2 separate regions of the Mus musculus genome follow, and region 2 is linked to region 1. A link is a contact called in public Hi-C data. All regions are on one chromosome and are shown on one strand. The core of a region is the stretch at or near the end of the contact, and the rest is flanking DNA. Distances in the headings are between cores, read along the strand shown.

The links. A called contact is a pair of places that touch in the nucleus more often than the background predicts.
Region 2: a contact with region 1 is called in a Hi-C map of 8-cell embryo, with 2.8 times the contacts expected there. The contact joins two enhancer-like sites. A contact is called at or near these places in 1 of 15 datasets of contacts at CTCF or cohesin (the NIH/3T3 cell line), 57 of 484 Hi-C or Micro-C datasets (8-cell embryo, the AML12 cell line, the C2C12 cell line and 28 more), 6 of 115 datasets of contacts at active chromatin or transcription factors (embryonic fibroblasts, embryonic hindbrain, embryonic stem cells and 1 more) and 1 of 9 other capture datasets (embryonic stem cells).

What each region holds. Positions count from the first base shown.
Region 1 is chr17:14,298,163-14,305,459 of GRCm38.p6, reverse strand. All of the region lies in intron 1 of Smoc2 (SPARC related modular calcium binding 2), which reads right to left. Among named protein-coding and RNA genes, the nearest start is that of Gm52280, 21 kb to the right of the region's middle. Within about 2 kb of position 2,934, at least 19 of the 459 cell types and tissues checked have an H3K27ac peak or open chromatin away from gene starts, as enhancers often do. A contact at or near this core is called in 8-cell embryo, where this site is marked.
Region 2 is chr17:14,510,685-14,517,981 of GRCm38.p6, reverse strand. It overlaps Gm34916 (a long non-coding RNA gene), which reads left to right. Exons shown (of 3, transcript XR_385417.2): 2 at 1,753-1,875. Among named protein-coding and RNA genes, the nearest start is that of Gm34916, 8.1 kb to the left of the region's middle. Within about 2 kb of position 4,236, at least 7 of the 459 cell types and tissues checked have an H3K27ac peak or open chromatin away from gene starts, as enhancers often do. A contact at or near this core is called in 8-cell embryo, where this site is marked.

The DNA.
Region 1 (7,297 bases), core at 1,685-4,184:
CCACGAGACATAAAACTCTTGAAGAAAGCACGCGGAGAAGAACCATGGCCGTGGCATTACTTCCTGGCTATGATGCCAAAAATACAGGCAGCAAAAATAAAGGTTGGCAAGTTGGTTGACATCCTCATGAGAGACAAGTCTGCCTCCAAAAGTAAAAATGAAGTGAGAATGTAGGTCCTCGGTATGGGGGGATTTGTCTGTAAACTGTGCATCTGACGAGAGGCTGAAGTTCAGGACATACAGAGAACTCCCATCCCCTGAGACTAGTAAGTAGAACCTGAGAAACCCTTGGCTGTGGGGGTAAATACATGCTTCTTCGAGACAGGATATGAATTGAGATGTCCGATGTCACTGATGGTTTTGGAAATGCAAATCAAAACCACATGAATGAACATCATATTTTACCTATTAGAAGGCCCACTATCAAAAACTTAAAAAGGAAATAACAATTACTGAGAGAGAGTGAGAGACTAGGAACTTGGTCAACTCAGATGAGAATTTTTGGTGGGGGAAAAGGGACATAGATGTTCCATGTGACCCAAAACCGGAGTGAGCGTGCAGCTCAAAGAACTGAAACAGAAATTAACAGAAAAAAAAAAAAAAAAGAAATTAACAGCTACTTTTGTTGCTGTGATAGAAGCACTCCTACCGAAAACAACTCATAGAAGACAGAATTCATTTGGGCTTGGGGTTCTAGGGTGGAGGCCCATAACTATGGGTGTATCGTGGTGCCTGGGGGCTGGAAAGAGAAGCAGAGAGAGCAAGCTGGGAGGGGGAACAATGCTGTGAATTCTCAAAGCCTACACTCAATGGCTTACTTCCTTCAGCAAGACCACGTGCTCTGTGCCCTCCCAACAGCTCCACAAACCTGATACCACATGTTCACATCATGTGAGTCTGTAGATGTTTGCTGCCAGAGGTACTTACGCATTCTCTATACAGACCCAGAATGCTAGCAATACTTAAAATACAAGCCTGGCACCCGTCTTCTCATCTAACTACAGGTGAACGACTAAGCAAACTAGTCTATGCACATACTGCAATGTTAGGAATTTAAAACAGAGGGGAATTCTGGGATGTGCTGCAGCAGGAAGGGACCTAAGAAAGATGGTGCAGAGAGGTAACCCAGGAAACGTCAGAGACTCCACTGGCAGGATGCGCTCAGTGTCCTAAGACCTACAGAGACAGAATGGCAGTGACCCCAACAGTGGCAACCAGAGGCAGGCAGGAGAGGAGTGGGACCTGTTTAATGGACAGAGATTTAGGTCTGCAAGTTTTAGGGTCTGTGTGTTGTTTATATAACAACACAAATGTGCTTCACACATAAATAGGATGAAAATGTCCAAAATAACCAATTTATATACATTATCTTCTCTTAATTTTTAAAACCTTGAAGAAGTAGGGCTGGAAAGAAGGCTCGGTGGTTAAGACCTTACTGATCTTGCAGAAGCTAAGAGTTCAGTTCCCAGCATCCACTCAGAGGATCACAACCAAGTGTAGTTCTAGTTCTAAGGGACCTGATGCCCTCTTCTGGCTGCGGTCGGCACTGCATGCACATGGTACACAGACAGCCAGGCGAACACTCATACACATAACAAAATACATCGATGATAGTATCTGCGAACAACAAACATTCTGACCCTCATCCTTGACACTCCTTAACTACCCTGTATCCTGGTGACTCAAATGAGAGTAAAGAACAGCTAGCCCACAGCTAGCCACAGCTAGCCCACACTCCTTAACTACCCTGTATCCTGGTGACTCAAATGAGAGTAAAGAACAGCTAGCCCACAGCTAGCCACAGCTAGCCCACACCTAGCCTCAGCTAACCCACACCTAGCCTCAGCTAGCCCACACCTAGCCACAGCTAGCCCACACCTAGCCACAGCTAGCCCACAGCTAGCCAACAGCTAGCCTCAGCTAGCCCACACCTAGCCACAGCTAGCCCACACCTAGCCACAGCTAGCCCACAGCTAGAATACATTTAGCTCATGAGGTTTAGACATCATTGGCTTTAGATTTAGCTAATATAACTTCATTGACAGTTTTTTTTTTAAGCCAGAAAAGAAGTCCTCGTGGAATCTTAGAACTGAAATTCATTTAAAAATTTTGTTTGTCCAAAAAAAAAAAAAAAGCACTGTGCTGTTGGTGGAGATTGTTTAAAAACTAGATTTTTGATATAACAAATCAAACATTCAAAACATTCATGGCAAGATAGCGTAACAGTTCGTCTATTTCATGAGAGAGCAAAGGCGCAGCAGAATGAACAGCAGGGGTTCTGTGTATCACAAAGATTTGCTGCAGTTCCTGAGTGCCTGGGTTGGGGGCAGGAGACCTGTTTAAAAGGACCTGTTGGCTCTGTCCTGCAGAGAAACTGGACCTCACCTCACCACATGGAGCAACCATAGCCCACAAGGTAAGTCACAGTGGGACTATGAACTGCTAGAAGCAAACCCACATGCAGATTTGAAGCTAAGAATAAGTGGTATGGAGTGTCAAGCTACCCTGGGCCCACCTGGCTTTCTGATGGGGTCAGTCTCAGCTCCCCCGGGGCACAAAGCACCACCCCTGGCAAAGGGTACTACTGGGGAAGGGGGGGGGGGACATGAACCTGTTTGACTTTCATGTGTATTTTCTGAGTGGATCAAGCAGAGAAAATTATTGTTTCTAATTTAGTCTGCCCGCCCAAAGGCAGGAAAGAAACATACGCACTACTTCATTGAAGGAACTGGAAATTTCCGTTCTGCTTGGGGGGGGGTGGGGGGGTGTCAGCAGGAGAGAAATCATTTCTAATGAGGCTGCAACCAGGCATCTTGGCACACTGGCGATGTGGTGAGCACCCTTTGTCTCTGTAAATGTCAGTATGCTGGCCAGCCATTGGTCCGGGAACCAAAGGCCCTGTTTATTTCACCACAAGTGCTTGTGATCCAGCCTCAGGGCAGGCTCAGAGCTGCAGGGGGAGCTGATGTGCACAAGTTTGTTGATTTCAGGACCATTTACAAATAGAGAGATGTAGAAGATTGCCCAGTTCTTGAATCCTGACCCTCTGCACACTATGGATCTTTTTTTTTTGGTTCGGCTAGCCACGTCTGTGTTTGTGTAAACTGGTGAACCCATATCTGTTTAAAAAACATTCACTGACCCCAGCAAAGCTGGCTCCTTTGCTCCTTTCCTCGGCTTTGCATACTCTCCCCTGCCAGGACCTTTTCTCTATGCTCAGGAAGACTGCAGGAGTTTATAGGGACTAACACCCCTGGCCCCACAAAACACACACCCTATTGCTAGGAGCCAACCCCAGAACTTGCAAGACAGTGCTTAACTTCTCCGGTAAAGATTATCTCCCCGCTCTCCCGACTCCCCACCCTCACCCACACCCCACCCCTGACAAATCAGGCCAAGGCTAATCAATTCTACGGAGCTAAACAGAAGGGCCAGATCAGCTAATGCGGCTTCCCGTCCATGGGAAGCAGTGGCTTGTGGTAGAAACTGGAATGGACAGGAGTGATTGGAGGAAGAACAAATTTTAGTGGGCATGAATGAATGAATGCAGATCAGAGGTGTGAAATTCTCTAGGCAGGAGGCACATCCCATTGTGTGTAGTCAAGGTTTCACAAGGCAGGCAGTCCCAGACACACCCCAGCTGCAAGCTATAGTCTCTCTAGAAGACAAAGGCCTGGAGTGCCTCTTTTTGTCCTGGACACAAACTTTCCCTTTGATCTCAGTGAGCCACAAGGACTATTTTATGTCAGCCAATGAAGAACCACAGCAATATCCCCAGGGCACCCTGCAGGCACTCTACTCCTGGGTTAACTCCAATGAGAAGTACTCAGCAGCTTGTTTAGTTAAAAGAAATGGTGCTTCCTCCAAATGGAAGTAGACTGACAAAACCATCTTGCCTATAGTTCACATACATGGGGATTTTTACATGACAGTACACTGAACTCAAGAAAAGACTACCTTGATCTTAAGTCAGTCATGAATGACTGCCCAGCATGGGCAAGGCCCTGAGGGTTATTCTCAGCACAAAAAAAAAAAAAAAAAAAAAAAAACATACAAGTAAGAGGAGTCCATGTTGGAATATCAAGAGAAAAATAAACCTTGATTAACAATGAAAATAAGCCGGGCAGTGGTGGCACACACCTTTAATCCCAGCACTTGGGAGGCAGAGGCAGGTGGATTTCTGAGTTCAAGGCCAGCCTGGTCTACAGAGTGAGTTCCAGGACAGCCAGTGGAAAAAACAAAAAACAAAAAAAGAAAAAAGAAAAAAATGGAAATAAATAGGGAACTCTAAAGTCAGCTACAAGGCAAATATAACCTTAAATGGCTCCCAGATAGATAGATAGATAGACAGACAGACAGATGATACATACATAGAGATTCATAGGTAGATGATAGTTACATAGATACATAGATAGATGATACATAGATACAAAGAGATAGATAGATAGATAGATAGATAGATAGATAGATAGATAGATAGATATTAATATGCACATTTGTACAATATTTACATGGCTTTATTGAAATACATTTCACATACTCTATTCAAAGTGGGGAAGTACATTTTTTATTTAGTTTAATCTTATCACTTTGATGGTTGGTCACGTCCATTCTGCCAATTGGATTCCAGAGACACCAGTAAAATCCATCCATCACGGTAACCAGAAAGTTGTGGGGAAAGTCTCAGTGTTCACCTGGGAGGCACTGGGACCTCGAGATGTCCCCCAGCCCAGTCCTAACAGCACTGGCTTTGATGCTCAGAACAGATGAGTCTCACTGAGATGGAACCACAGTTCTGAAAGGAATGCTGGGGCCGGACAAGGATTTACTGTCCCTCTGCGCCAGTCACCATTCCTTGGCCTGCTAATGCATCCGGTAAGCCAAGCATTCAGGATGAGTTTTCTTCTTGGCCTCTCTCTCCACTCTGCTTCCTTCCCACACAAGGCAGTGGCTAACATGGAAACAAACATATTGCAGGTGCACCCTTCATTGGGCTGGAGTTGGAAAAATTCGTCCTCTGGGACAAATACAGAGAAGCCAGACTGAGTGTTATACACACACTATGACAAATATGCTTTGTTCATGAGATTTAATAGACTCCCATAAAGCCAAGCAAGGGGAGAGGGTGGAGTCACCCCCTCATGCATCCTGCATCAAACCTAGCCACTCACCATCCCCTACCAAATACTGCCAGATTTCTCTAAACCCTTCCCCCACCTTCACAGCCATCCAACAGCTTCATGTGGTCTCTAGGTGCCCAAGAACAAGGGAACAAGGGAAGGGCCCAAGTTTGGGGGTACTTCCACCTAACCAAGAGCACCTTGACTTTATGTACATGCAACCCACAAAACACTGTGTTGAACTCGGCAGAGAAAATTATATGTGTTGTGTTTTTGTTTAATTTCTAAGCAACAAGGCAATTTGTACACAATAGTAGCCCATATCACTTCCTTCTTTCTACAGACAATTTCTACAAACCTTCCCTCTCCCAGCTAATAGCACATTAGAACAGATCTTTGGGCCTATACGTTATATCTTGCCTGGGCCATTTTATGCAGCCTAGTCATTTGAGGGACTATAGAAAGGTATCCCTGAGTTTGATTCTATTATGGTCAAGAACTTGAGAGTAAAGTCAGCCTAAACAGTTTTAAAGGAAAGGGGACTCCACAGAATGGCTCCAGATCCTATTTATTATCGAATGGACAATATAAAAATAAAGGGGGGCAATTCGATATGGGGTCTGACAAAAATATGAGTATGTCAGATCTTTGACAAAGTTGACAGGCTAAAAGGAGAAAGGAGACACTGGGAACTAGCCAGGGGCCCACTGATGATGGATGGGCAAATGCTGGTAGATGAGATCTGCTGGAGGTGCTCTAAGGGTCTATCTGGAATGGAAGCTGCTTGAGTTTGGAGTGGGGCTGTGATCCACCAAGCCTTTGAGCCCTCTCAGAACCTTGGTCCACCTAGGTCAATGTCTGGAGGACATAGTGCTGTGGAACCAGTGGGATGGTGTTGTGTTCCAGTACTCCAAGCAAGCCCATACACAGTCTTGACTTAATAGTCCCCTCCATGGCTCATCATAGGACTATTATTACTCATCCAAGTGGTTTTCTTCAATATGAAGTGGCCGCAGTTGGAGAAATGTCCCCCAAAAGCTCTTGTGTTTAAACCCTCGGTCACCAGGTGGTGGTGATGTTTACAGAGGTTGTGGAATCTTTAGGAGGTTGAGCCTGGTTGGAGGGAGTGGGTCACAAGGGCATAGACTGCCCCCACTTCCTGTTTGTTCTCTGCTTCCTGAGTATGGATGCATTGTGGCCAGCCAGCCTACTGCTTCTGTCATCAAGCCTTCCTACCTGTTGTCATGTCTTCCCCATGGTGGTCTGTATCTTTCCAGACTATAAGCTACAATAAACTCTTCCTACTTTAAATTGATTTTCTCCTGTCTGTCTGTCTTGTCTGTCTGTCTGTCTGTTTGTTTGTTTTAAATTACTGCAACAGAAAAATAAATAAGACTCAAGTTGTTCTAACATGCTTCCATAATGCTATGATAAAGTCTCAATACAGAAAGAAATGCAGAAGCTGTCGAAACATGATGACTGCACATGTAAAGACAATTTTTTAAGACAGGGTCTAAATCTGTAGCACTGGCCTGAAACTCACTACATAGACCAGGCTGTCCTTGAACTCATGGATATCCACCACCTACATCTAAGTGTCTGCATGCGCCATAAGAGAAAACTGTTTTAAGAAGCAATGAGTATAACATTATCAGGTCTAGATAGCGTTGAGTTAGAGGAAACATTACAGAACTTGGGTTTCTAGCTCTTAGACACGGAGAACACAGTAACAGAAACCACAGAACTGATGATATGGAAGCCAATTGCCCTCCTGATCCAAAAGTGCCTCCTCCTTCCTAGAGAAGTCTATCCCTCTCTGGCTGATTTCAGGAGTATTAATGGTTCTAGAAGCATCCAAGAGCAGGTAACACACTCTAGAATCCAAACAAGATCTCCATCTGTGGTGTCTCTGCTGGGAGACCAGCATCGCTACCTGGAAGTGCCATCTCTTATATCCCAAGCATCATGCCAGGACATGCTTGGCAGAACAGAGAGTAAAGGGATTTTCTGGTTTTAAGTTTGGGTTAGTAATTGGGACTGGCTTATAGTTTCAGAGGTTTAGTTCATTAGCATCATGGTAGGGAGTATGGCAGAATGCAAAAGGACTTGGTGCTGGAGAAGGAGCTGGCAGTTCTATATCCTGATATTTCAAGGACAGAAAACTAGATACCACAGCA
Region 2 (7,297 bases), core at 2,987-5,486, 210 kb before region 1:
CCTGAATCTGTTCTATGATTTATCACAACAAATTTTGTATTTTCCTACTCACTGTCCAGTGGATACAAACAAACAAACAAGTCTTTAATCTCACGTTGCTCAGCAGCCCTGTGTCGTGCCGTGCAGTGGGGCCTAGGAAGGCAAGGGTGTCGACTGAATCTTGTCATTGGGCAGCCACAGTGTAAATCCTGTCAGGCAAGGCCTGAGCAGCCAGCCTGTAGTTGGGGTGGAAGAACCCAGCTCTGCCAGACACTGTTAGCCTGACCCCAGCCAGCAGCAGGGCCACCCCTGACCACAGCCTCCCTAGCCACCACCTAGGGAGGAGGTCTCCTTGGTCACAGGGTCCACTTACTGGAAACTGCTGCGACATCATGGGGTCAGTCCCTGTGAGACCCATAAATAACAGCTCGCAGAAGTACCTTTTCTATTTGTGGTAACTCCCCTTCTCCTCCCGCCTCTCCAAGCGATAAATCAGGTGAGTGGCCTGAAGAGAACTGTTGTTCGTCAGACAGTGTGGTCACAGATGACTGACTGCCACAGTGTCCCTCAGCCACAGATGAGACATAAATAGACAGCTATTAATCTCTGCCTAATGAAGTAAAAGGCTGGCTGCTTAGATGGTAGTGATGGGTCACAGCCACCCGCATTGGGCTCTTTGTTCCTAAGCTGGGGTAGGGGGGTGCATTGTCACCTGAGAAGAGACAAGGGTCACCAGAGGTGTCCTGAGATGGCTGCAGCATCACCATAAACACCACGAAGAATGTATGACCAGCTCTTGAGCTAGGAATCCAGAAGTAATTCCGATGCATTATCTCAACTTGGTGTGAGAGAAGCCTCAGAAACACTGTCCGTGTAACAGCTTGTCCCTCGGTGGGAGCCTGTCCTGGGGTGACAGAGAAGGGGAGAAGCCATTTGGCCTGGCAACCAAGTAGGCTGGCCTTCACAAGCCTCTGAGGGGCCAGCTCAGGGTCACTTGGAAGGCACCACTTTATCCCTCATCTTAACAGTACAAAAGGAACCTCATTAAGACTCACAAAACACCAGCCATGGTGGCTTATGCCTATGATCCCAGTACTTGGAAAGATTAGACAGCTATGCCACCATTTCAAGGCCAGTCTTGCCTCCACTAGGAGTTCCAGGCCAGCTTTGACTACAGCATGAGACACTGTCTCAACACACACACACACACACACACACACACACACACACACACACACACACCACAAAGAGTAAGTTGTTACTGGCCTGTTAAGGAGAATGCGCACACAACACTGTTTCTACCACTACCCCCGGACACAGGAAAGTGGACAGAGTATTTGTCCCTGATACTGGCTGTCACCAAACACAGTCCAGAGAGGCTCCGTGCCGGGTCCCTAGGACCTTCTCTTGGCTCTATATCCTCCCAACGTCATGAGAGCCTCAAACACTTGTTCTACAGTTCTTAGTTTTATTCCTGTATTCCTGCTGTGACCTCACACCATCCATCTGGAGATCAGCTTCCCACCCCCCCACTCCCAGCGGGCAGGGAGACCTGGGGATATGGGAAGATGGGCGCTAGGATTCCAGCTCCCCCCCCCCCACACCCACCAAGAAAGAAAACACTGCGTGCTGTTTGCTTGCTTCTAACCTCAGTCCTCTTGCAGTGAAAGCTCATCTGTGACAGCTCAGGGGAGCCATAGCGCCAGGGGGCGCTGGCTCATCTAAAAAGAGGACGTGCTGCAGGTTGTTCAACTGTTTCTTCCTCAACCAAAGGGCTTCAAGATCATGAACACCACACCGAACACCACACCGTGCCTTCCAGAGGGAGTTACAACATAGCATGTGACCAGAGTCCTCAAAATCTCCCAGTGGGTTCTTCTCTACACTCAAAGCAAGGTGGGTCTAACACCTAAACCAACAGCAAGGTGCAAATAGAATGTTCATTGAAAAAGCACATCCATCACACGGTGAAAATAGACGTCAGTAAGGTATGCATTGTGAGATGCTTCAAGCCGAAAGACACAAAGCGATGCATTTCATTTAACAGCCACCTAAAAAGCTCCAAATTCCTCCCTCCACTTCTTTCTTTTCCTTTTCTTCTTCTTCCTTCCTTCCTTCCTTCCTTCCTTCCTTCCTTCCTTCCTTCCTTCCCCCCTCTCTTTCTTTCTTTCTTTCTTTCTTTCTTTCTTTCTTTCTTTCTTTCTTTTTGGCATATCATTTAGCCATCTTTTCATATACCAGGTAACTATTGCTTTTTTGATGTCTTCTATACAGGGAACAGAAAAAAAAAATTCAGATAGAATCAATACATTAATTGTGATTTATCAGTGGCCATTTCATATTAATGCATCTGGCACATGTGTGATTACAGACACACATATGTCATGTGTGTTTTCTTCGTGGATTATTAACAGAATACCCTTAACAGAAGATGGTTCTGTTTCTCTGGGGCCCAGAGGATCTTCATAACGTTCATGGGCAGTTAAGCTGTATTTGCCATAGAGCAGTGCCTGGCTCTGCATCCTTTAGCTATATTCCTCCTGATTGTTTTACACCTCCCCACAAGAATCATTTACAGGGACTCTGATCTTGACCCTGTACTGAAGGTCCATGAGAGGGGAAGTAGGTAGGAGAATATTCTGGAATTATTCCTTCACTGGGAAGAGCAAAAGTAACTTCATTGTCAGTAGAGAGGAAAACACCCAGCAATAGAGCTTGTCACCTCCACGGAATTCATGGGCTGCACTGCTCTCTAAACTGGACTTAAGATTCCTAAGATGGTTCTAGTGCCACCAGACAGAGCGTGGTGATAGAAAGAACGTTGGAAGGTAACACAGTCACCATGACCACTGTGCTTACAGTAGTGCCTTCCCTCAAACATCTTGCAAGTGTGTGACCCTGGAAATTTTTTCCTAGCATCTCTAGGGCCTGAACAAAATCTCAAAGGAGCCTGGCATCTGGATCCTTAGCCATGCAGTGAGTCTGTGTGTCTGACACATGCGAAGTAGTAAGGGAAATGGTTGGAATTGCATTGTGAGGAAGCCTGCATCCTCTCTCCATTCTAAACCTCTGCTTAGTTTACACAGTCTCCTCTCCATCAGAGCAGGGCAGCCAGGAGTGTCCACTCCCAGGGGGTATGTTCCTGGCATCACTGGAAACACAGTGGCTCCAATCAGCACCTATGTGCTGAGCAATGCATACAGCCAAAAGCATAATGCTTTCAACTCAGGCATGTGGTAAACTTTAAAAGATCAAAAACCATTCAGAGGCATCTGGCAGCCTGTGAATGCCCTCTATATGAGTAATGTTTAGCTTCATCCACTCCCAAGGAAGGACTTAGGGTTGGAGGTTCAGGTGGGGACTAAAGGAAAAGGCATGTACAGGAGCCATGCTAGGTCTATGTATACACCAACAGTACATATAGTCTAGTCACGCGGAAAATCCTCTGACCTATCTTTTATGGCTGTGTTCTTATAGCTGGTGGGACTGTTTTCATCACAGTAGGCTCAAGCCCAAGTAAAAGTAGGCTTGGGCAAAACGAGGAGAGACCGGGTAGATCATATCAGGGCACACCCCCTCCCTTTCCTATGCGACACAAGCAAATCAAAGCATAGTATTTATGGTTTCTGTTTAGGAAGCTCTGATTTGACGTGATTTCCTTCTGAACGGAGTCCAGGCTTGTTTCTCGGAGACCTATAAAGTACATTGTAGAGTAAAGCTCCTGGCTTGCACCCAGGGAGCGTCTCTCCTTCGTGTTTCCATGGAATAGACTACCACTGTAACACACTGCTGCAGTCTTTACAATTAACACCAAGGCACTTGATTGCCACACACACAGACCCCTGGGCTCCATACTGGGAAGTTGAAAATCATTCTTCTAGATGACTTTGTACCCAACTGCCAGATGTCATATCCACGGTCACAGACCATCAACCTGCTCTTTCACAGTTAGTCCGTATTCTTTATTATTCTTTATTCTATCATTTCTGTACTGGGTGACTTTACTTGCTATCTGCCACTCTGTATGAAAGTCCAGCAAAGGAAGGGAACTGCACACCATCCCAGGGCTGGCTACTTCCACTTCTCCCATGTCTCCCAAATTGGATCCAAAGCAACAATCAACACACACACACACACACACACACACACACACACACACACATACACACATACTGCCAGCCTTTGGTTCCCAAACTCTCAAAGCCACTTTGCCTCTACGATTTTTCTTTCTCATACTACACCCTGCCCAGACCTGTCGATGAGTCAGCAAGACTGTAGGCTCCTTTCTGTGAGTCTGTCCACCCCACTGCTGTTCTACTCTAAGTCTCTGGGCTCCTTCCTGCCCACCAGGCAGAGCCTCACTCCACAAGGCTCCAGCTCAGTCCAGCCTGGCATTCCACAAGCTCACACACAGGAAAGGAGTCCCTGAAACTGGAGATAAATGGCTTGCTTTTCTAGTTTCAAGGTAATTTGCATAAATTTTCTCGCTAAGCATAGCAACCTTATCTTAATTATGTATTTTCATCTAATTCTCCCATTACACGGGCTTCTGGAAGTCTCCTCCATCCTGCCGCCTCAGAGCACGGTGCCTTGTTTCAGTCAGGTAAGACCAGAAGTAAGAAAACTGCTCAGGGCAGAAATTGACAGACGGACTTAACATGAAGTGCCTGACGGGCCACGCCCAGAAGGTTCTACCCACTAGTAAGCTGGATACGTGCTAAGGTCAGAAAAACATTTTTGTTTGTTGGTTTGTTTTCGAGACAGGGTTTCTCTGTGTAGCCCTGGCTGTCCTGAAACTCACGCTGTAGACCAGGCTGGCCTCGAACTCAGAAATCCGCCTGCCTCTGCCTCCCACCTGCAGGGATTAAAGGCGTGCGTCACCAGTGCCCGGCTCAGAAAAACATTTAACATCTCAGAAGTTACTACTGGATGCTTGAAGCTTTTGCCCTTGATTTCATACCTCAGATATTCCTAAGCTCTCTGTCACTGTCAACAGATCAGGCTATCCCAGGAAGGAGTGGAGGGAATTTAGTGGAGGGAATTTAAATCTATCAATTTAGTGATAGATTCTCAAGACAGGAATGAGATCGGTGTCTCTGTGATCTGGGAGGAAGAGAGGACTACATATCTACTGGGGAGTCAACCAGGAGTCCACAGGGACTGTACCATCAAACACTAATTAACTCAGGGTTGTAGGGGCCTAGGAAAGAGTTGGGTTTATAGTGGACAGGGAAGGACAGTGCTACCCATTCTCCCCAGGGACCCAGATCAACACCGCTGAGTCCCCAAGAGGACCAGTGAAGCTACTTCTCAGCTCCTGCCCGTCCTTTGCCAACATCCCCTTCATTTCCACAAAAGTAATGGGAAAAAAAAAAAAAAAAAAAGACCATTTTGGTACTAGCCATCCATTCTGAATGCTAGCAATCCTGCTGCTGAGTTCTTTGTATTTAATTTATCCTTTAAATCTTTACTAAAATAGTAAGTCTATGATGGAAATAATACCACACCAAAAGAAAACTGAGGCAAAAGAGTTCATCATCTGGCCTAAGGTCAAAGTTTTACAAGGTGGACCCCCGTTGAGGTCACCCAAGGACACCTCTGGAATTCTGTACAGGCACAGAAAGGACACAGTGGGGTTTAAACCAAAGTAAAGCACGCACAGGAATTCATGTATTGAGATGGTTTGAAGACCATGCAGTAAGACGGGACAGAGAGGAGGCCAGTGGGAACATGGGAATGAGAATCAGGCCCAGCCCCAGCTGAAGCTGCTGCTCACACTCAGGGTCTGGGGGCCAGGTCTCCAATCTCCAGTGTTGCACTGCCCTGCACCTAACTGTGGCCACAATAGGAAAGATAAAGTCCTACCCAGCAGCAGGCTCAGAGAGGACACTCGAGGAGGCAGGTGGAGGGAGAGCCAGAGCCGGGTACTCTTTTAGTCCTTTGCTGCCCAATCTCCCTGACACTAAATATGAACCAGATGCCGGGGGAAACACGGGTAAATGTAATTTCAGTGTTGGATTTATCATGATCTTCTGTTGCTAATGCTCCAAAAGTTTATGTCATTTCTAAATATAACTAACTTCTAAATATGTGGGTTACCTTCCCCACAAAAAAATAAATAAATAAAAAGTATGTTCAAATGTCATTTACCCTAGCCATTAATAACTGCCTGATGTCAGCACGAGCCAGAAACTGGGAACGATTCTGTAAATCTCCATTTATTATAAATTGAGATTCATACTCAAAAATATTGGAATGACATTTGTAAGCTGTCTTAGTACACTTCTCTATATTTAGAAGCGGCTTGAAATGGTCTTTTTCAAATTGCTCGGATCAGCTCAGGGACGTTGGAAACTTCTGAAACGGTTATTGGATTTCATAATGGCTCCCATCTTGAATACCCTTCGGCTTGTGCTTGTTTATAAGTGTTCGTAGAGATGCGTGCATAACAGAGTATGTAACACCTTATTTTCATCTTTTTAAAGTTAATGTTGTACGCTGAGAAACCAGTACTGGTTGGATTGTTTCCAATGGTTCGTTTAGGAATGAGCCTTACTGGAACCGAGAGAAACACAAATCCTCACCTATGAGTGAGAGTCAAGCAAGGTTGGGAGAGGGGCGTGCAAAAGGCTGGTCTAGCTCTTTCCCTTACACGTACCATATTCTCTGTTAGCTCCTCTTGGTGTTTAAGAAAAAGAAAAATCAAATGGGGTCTCATTCTCTAGAGACAGGTTCAGGCTTCTCCAACCCTGGCAGTGCCTAAGCACCTTATTGGCCTATCTGTCTGTCTTTCTGTCTGTCTGTGAAACCTTCTTGACAATACTAGAAGGTGTCGACTTTAGCTCTAAACAGAACACAAGCCTCTGATCTTTACACTGCTTTAGGTAGCATGAGTTTGCTGCACGGGAACCCTGCAGAACAATCCTTGATGATATGCAAAGTCACTTCTCGCCACACACTGGAGGTGGACTCCATTGTAACAATGTGGTTCCCGTGCTACACTGCAGTACAGAGCAGGCTTATAATCCACCCAGAGACCGAGTGCTGACATCTCTGATTCCACAGCAAGTCTGGCTTGGGGGTTGCTGCACTTGATAGTTCTTGCTCTGAGTTCTTTCCTCTCCTGGAGCCAGTCCTGAACTGGGCATCCAGCTCATGTCTTAGTCTGACCCATGGAAGAGCCTTGAGTGATTACAGTTTATAGGACCAACATATTCCATAGAATGTGGCAAGCGTCTTGTAATAAGAGAGGGTGTTCAGAGCCGGGCCATTCCACAGCTGGTGGGGCACATTCTTTGGCCCGCTGCCAACAGCTCCA